Regions from separate parts of the Ovis aries genome. Here region 1 is linked to region 2. A link is a contact called in public Hi-C data. All regions are on one chromosome and are shown on one strand. The core of a region is the stretch at or near the end of the contact, and the rest is flanking DNA. Distances in the headings are between cores, read along the strand shown.

Region 1 (3,089 bases), core at 248-2,747, 170 kb after region 2:
CGACTCCTTCCCACTTCCATTTTTCCCTTCCCAACTCAGTTGACCCCTTTTCAGACAGAGCAGGAACAGATAGGAAACAGTTTACTCCACAGTCCAGATACAAAACTGGCCGGGTGGAGGGCTCCCAACCCACAGATACCGATTTGCATTCTATTTACATCCTATTTGCATGCAGTTTAACTCGACGTCTTGAGTCCTCCAGAAAGCCTCCATCCCTGGGGAAACTTATGAATCAAGGTTCCTCGGCAGAAGTTCCAAAGCTTTTGTGCCAAGCCCCTCCCCCACTTCTCGCCTCTTTGCGAGGACCCCTAGTTCCTCCTGGGCTCAGTTCAGGTCCCCCCCACCCCCCATACTGGCGCAGTTGGGCAGCCAATGTGGCGCGTGGCCCGGGGCCCCAGGCGGGGACGCCGCTGCCCGCCACACTCCAGGGGCCTTTGTCCGCTCTCCAAGGAGCCGCCCCCTTAGCGAACTGGGGACAAGTTGCGTTGAGGGGTGGGAGGGCGATTGGCTAGGCCTGGGAGTGACATAGCCGGGGAATGAACCCAAGGGCTGCGCTGGACCCGTCCTCGGTGGCAACGGTACCCCCTCCCTCCCTGCCCAGTTAACCAGCCCTCCGGCCGAGGCGGGTGCGGGCGGTAGGGGTCCCGGGATGCTTGGGACTGGAAGCCTGTGTCCCCCAAAGGGTGCGGACGCAGCACAGGGCTGATCATCGCCTCTAGCCTGGCAGGAACAGAAACGCTAAGCCCCCCGCCATTGTATGCAGTCGCCCCTCACTTGTACCCCAGCTCCAGGTCCCAGCTCTGCCTCTTTTCGCCCGCAGTGTCCCTTCCTTGTCCCGTAGTGCGTAGCCGCGACCCCCAGTCCCTACGGCAGGTGCCGCAGCTCACCTCCAAAGCTTTCCCCTTGTGCCCCCGGCTCCGCCTGCTCTGTCTGTGGTCAGGCCCCGCGCCTGCCACGCAGCCCCCAGACCTGCCCGCGGCTGCCCTCACACGAGTCACTCGGGCACGCCTGAAGTCCCTTACAGTTCCAGCAGCCCTTTGCCTGATCTGCGATCGCCTCCAGACCCTCCTCTGAGACTTTGATCTCCGTCTGGTCCGGGAACACCGCCCCCGCCCCATTAAGGTCCCAACCTTCTCCGCCCCCTGCCCCGCGGTCTGCGGGCTCCTCTCTGCCGCCAAACTGTGGTCCTCCAGCCCGGAAACCCCAACTCCCCCAGCAGACTAACCCCTTGGGGAAGAGGAGGAACTCAGAAAAGCCCGAGAAGCAGACCACATCCCAACGCTCACAAGTGCACCCGGGGAAAAGTTTCTGGGGTCGCCGCAGCGCCCTCCACCCTCCCGGCGCGGCTGGCACTCACCGACCCCCGCGGCCCCGCAGCGCCGACGCTCCCGCTGGCCCTCGGCCCGAGTCACATCTCTGCAGCGCCGCCGTGGCCCCAGCCCAGCGATCCCGCCCGCCCGCCCGCCCGCCCGTCCGGCCTCACTGCATCGCACTCGCTAGCCGCAGCCGCGCGAGGCGCCCCCTGGCCCGGCCCGCGCTGCTGCAGCCGCCGCGGCCCCGCCCCCTGAGGCCCCGCCCCCGGAGCTCCGAACCCCGCCCCCGTCCCGGCCAGGGCTGATTGTTCCAAGCGGAACCCGGCGCACGCTCCTTGCTCCCCACTTGCAGCGCCGAGGCGAGCCCCCTCCAGTGTCCGCATTTAGGGACCACCACCCTCACATCCACAGTGCGTCCAAAATCACTCTGGACGTGCTGGACATTTTCCTCCGTTGATCCACTTGCAGAAACACACACATAGAGGGGTTTTCTAAACTGTGGGTTCCTAAACAGCTGTTGTTCTGTCGCCCTGTCGTGTCCGACTCTTTGCAACCCCCTGGACTGCAGCACGTCAGGCCTCCCTCCTCCCTGTCCCTCACCATCTCCTTGAGTTTGCCCAAGTTCATATCCATTGCATCGGTGTTGCCTTCCAGCCATCTCATCCTCTGACGCCCTCTTCTTCGCCTTCAATCTTCTCCAGCATCAGGGACTTTTCCAGTGAGTCCACTGTTCGCATCAGGTGACCAAACTACTGGAGCTTCAGCTTCGGCATCAGTCTTTCCAACGAGTGTTCAGGGTTGATTTCCCTTAAGATTGACTGGTTTGATCTTGCTGTCCAAGGAACTTTCAGAAGTCTTCTCCAGCACCCCATTTCGAAGGCATCAGTTCTTTGGCGTTCTGCTTTCTTTCCGGTCCAGCTCTCACAAGAGTACCCGGCCATTAAGAAGACCATAGCCTTGACTATACGACCTTTGTCGGCAGAGTAGTGTTTCTACTTTTCAACATACCGTCTAAGTTTGTCACAGCTTTCCTGCCAAGAAGTAATCATATTCTGATTTCATGGCTGCAGTCACCATCCACAGTGATTTTGGAGCCCAAGAAGAAGAAATCTGTCACCACTTCCACCTTTTCCCCTTCTATTTGCCGTGAAGTAATGGGGCCTGATGCCATGATCTTAGTTTTCTGTAATATTTAGTGTTAAACTGACTCTTTCACTCTCCCTCTTCACCCTCAAGAGACTCTATCTAGTTCCTCTTCACTTTCTGCCATTAGAGTGGTATCATCCTCATACCTAAAGCTGTTGGTTTCTCCCGCCTATCGATTCCAGCTTGTACCTTATCCAGCCTGGCATTTCTCATGATGGGCTCCGCGGATAGATCAAACAAACAGGGTGCCAGCAGACAGCCCTGTTGGACTCCTTTCTCAATCTTGAGTTCTAAACAGTTACTTCCCCACAATATACCAGTGCCGGATCCAGGGTGCAGAGAGGATTCTGCTGAGACTGTTCCAGAATCACTAACACCCTAACTTCAGCCAGGCAGCCCCTCCCGCCTGGGCACACTCCAATCCTGCCACCTCCGGCCATGTGCCTTTGTCCCTTTATGCACCGTGAGCCCCACATCCGTGTTCTTGGCCACCCCAAACATACTCATATGTCTACCGCAAGCATATTCACACGCCCACTCACCCCTCACATGGATCCATACGCAGGATCCCACCACTGCTACCACCCTCATCACTCACACGCATGCGCACACTTCCACGATCGCCTCGAG
Region 2 (3,146 bases), core at 535-3,034:
CTTCTCTGGGCCTCAGTTTCCCCATCCATAAGAGGCAATGAACCAGATGAGATCATAGGCTCACAGGTGGTGGTGGGAGCCACATCCAGTCTATAAGCCTGTTTCAATGTTTTTAATTTTTCAAACAAATTGGCAACATTTAATGACCTTGAATGATCAGCTTTTTATTTTTGGAGGGAGGCTGTCACCGAGGCGCCTATGAGAAGGTGCTGGGTGGGCCATCAAATACATTTCAGCTTCCAGTTGGACTAGTCTCTCACTCCAGTCACCAGCCCAGGTCCTGCTTCCTGGACTAGATGACATGGAGACACTCAGGGAATCCAGAAACAAATGGCTCCTCACAGGAGCTTTGGACAGTGGGCAGCAAAGGCCAGGAGCTGCTTCATCCAGCAGTTTTCCTCAGCCTCAGAGCCCAGAGGCTGGACATGCCTCACTCTAAGCTGTTTCAAAGAGCCAGGCCAGGTCTGAGCTGTAGCTCAAGTTCACTCATAGTTGGCTCCTATAGCACCTGGAGATCTGAGGGATCAACCGCACGCTTCCTCCTGGCTGTCTGGCTTTCTGCTGTGTTCCCAGGGCCCAGCTTTGTACCTAGCAGGGTGGGTGCTCAATAAATGCTCACTGAATGAAGGAAGGGATGCTAGAGACACAGAAATGAACAAAAGACTTCCCTGCCATCAAGAAGCAAGCAGGTGTGGATGGGAAAGAGTTGTGTTAACAGTGATACATGTGATAAAAGCAAGCACAGTGGTAAGGTCAGAGTAAGACAGGTCATCAAATCTGGCCTACCAGTTGTCAGCAAACTTTCTGAAGAGGTTTCCAGCTTGGGCAAGCACAGGATGGAAATGCTAAGCCCTAAGACAAAAAAACTGAAGTGTAAGGTGACTGCGGAGAGGTGACTGAAGGCAACAGTCTGGTTGGAATAGTTCAGTTCAGTCGCTCAGTCGTGTCTGACTCTCTGCGACGCCAGACACCTTGAGGTATCCATGGGGAGATGTTGGTGGACAGCTGGCTGTATGGGTCTGAGGCTCAGAGGTGACTGGACTGATATGGGTGACATAAATTTAGAAATATATGGATGGTATGTAAGCTTTGAACAGAACGAGCCTGAGACAGAACCTCAGAGAATTCTAACGTTTAAATGGGTGGGCAGAGGAAGAGGGGCCTGCAAAGGAGAGGGAGAAGGTGCCAAACCGGAGAGGGTGGAGCCAAGGGCGCCTCAAGTGGAGGAGTGGTCTAGAGATCTGTAACAACGAAGAAGTCAAAGGGAGTTTGTCGCCAGCTTAATCCCTTTCTCTTCCTATCTCCATCGTTTAAAACACTGCAGCACTGTCCTCTTCGGCAGTGAAGAAGACCCTTTCCTTCAAACCCGACATCCCAAGTGTATTCATTCCTTCAAGAAGGGAAGAGGAAATAAACCTTACAGCGTCGCCTAAGAACGCAAAATGCTTTCTCCAAAAGCGCTTTTAAATTCTAGCAGTAGCCTCATGAGGATCGGTGTAAATAACCCATCTCAGAGACGTGCAAACTGAGACTTGGAGACTTTAATTTACTTGCCCTGGGTCCCAAAGCCAGCAAGGGGTAAAACAAGGATTCGAACCCAGCCCGCAGAACTTCGGAGCCTGTGCTCCAAAACCCAACTCACACCGCAGGCTCACTAAGAGGAAGCAAGGGAGCCGCGAAGGCAGACTGCCGCCTCAAACGCCCGACCGCACCAAGGTTTCCGCAAAGAGGGAGGGATTACGCCGGGTGCCAGGTCCGCTCCAAGGCGGGAGAACTTCCTGAGGATGGCGCCTCAGACCGGCGACGAGGGGGACGTGGATCTGAGGGTGCAAGCCATCCTCGTCTGGTCCCTCGGCTCGCCACGCAAATCCCCAGACTCAGTCTGCAGTCCTGGTTCCGTCCCGCGTACGACGCGCTCTCCGAACTCACCCAAAGGCCAAAGTTCCCCGCCTCCACGTGAGAGCCCGCGCCGCCGTGACCCGGAAGTCAATGTCGACTCGCCGGCCCGTCCCCGCAAGAGACGGCTTCTTCCGGGTCGCGGCCTTTCTGGGCGCTCGGTTGCCGTGGAAACGGCGGCCATGACCGCGGCCATGGCGGCGCCCGGACCTGTGGGCCGCACCGCCCAGCGCTTGGAAGGGACAGTCTCCAACGAGTCGTCCATTACTGCCAGGACGCAGGTGCCCGTAGTGTCTCCTGAGTCCCTCGATCTGCCCGTCTCGCCGGTGCAGGTTTCGGAGCTACCTAGCAAGAACCTGTGGGAGCAGATCTGCGAGGGTAGGCAGCCCGGGCCGGCCGAGAGGGACGGGACTCTGGCGGCCCGGCGGGGCTCGCGCTTGCTGGGTGCCTACTGTGCGCCAGGCGGCTGACGTGCGAGGCCTCCAGGGAGCCTCGCCGCGGGCCCGCCGGGCTCCCCGTGTTACGTACGGGGAAACTGAGACTCTTGAGAGGCTTGTCCGAGGTTACGCAGCGCAGCCTCCAGCCTAAATCCATAGTCAGGTCGAAGGCAAGGGAAAGAAGGGGGAACAAACGGGACCTTGGCCTGAACCAGTGATGCTGAAAACTCCTTTCAGTTCAGTCGCTCAGTCGTGTCCGACTCATGGCGACCCGCGGACTGCAGCACGCCAGGTTTCCCTGTCCATCACCAACTCCTGGAGCTTTCTGAAGCACATGTCCATCCAGTCGGTGATGCCATCCAACCATCTCATCCTCTGTCGTCCCCTTCTTCTCCTGCCTTCAATCATTCCCAGCATCAGGGTCTTTTCCAGTGAGTCAGTTCTTCTCATCAGGTGGCAAAGTACTGGAGCTTGAGCTTCAGCATCAGTCTTTCAAATGAACATTCAGGACTGATTTCCTTTAGGATTGACAGGTTTGATCTCCTTGCAGTCCAAGGGACTCTCAAGAGTCTTCTCCAACACCACAGTTCAAAAGCATCAGTTCTTCAGTGCTCAGCTTTCTTTATAGTCCAACTCTCACATACATACATGATTACTGGAAAAACCACAGCTTTGACTAGATGGACCTTTGTTGGCAAAGTATTGTCTCTGCTTTTTAATAGGCTCTCTAGGTTGGTCATAGCTTTTCTTCCAAGGAGCAAGCATCTTAATTTCATGGCTGCAGTCACTATCTGCAGTGATTTTGAAGTCCAA

Evidence for each region. A called contact is a pair of places that touch in the nucleus more often than the background predicts.
Region 1: a contact with region 2 is called in a Hi-C map of muscle, with 4 times the contacts expected there. The contact joins the promoter of GPRC5B here to the promoter of IQCK in region 2. A contact is called at or near these places in 3 of 16 Hi-C or Micro-C datasets (mesenteric adipose tissue, muscle and skin fibroblasts).

The regions. Positions count from the first base shown.
Region 1 is chr24:17,960,543-17,963,631 of ARS-UI_Ramb_v3.0, forward strand. GPRC5B (G protein-coupled receptor class C group 5 member B) reads right to left here and starts at 1,498. Exons shown (of 4, transcript XM_027961692.3): 1 at 1,358-1,498.
Region 2 is chr24:17,786,203-17,789,348 of ARS-UI_Ramb_v3.0, forward strand. IQCK (IQ motif containing K) reads left to right here and starts at 1,785. Exons shown (of 8, transcript XM_042240479.2): 1 at 1,785-2,274. The coding sequence starts at 1,785. It overlaps KNOP1 (lysine rich nucleolar protein 1), which reads right to left and starts at 1,991. Exons shown (of 5, transcript XM_027961691.2): 1 at 1,930-1,991.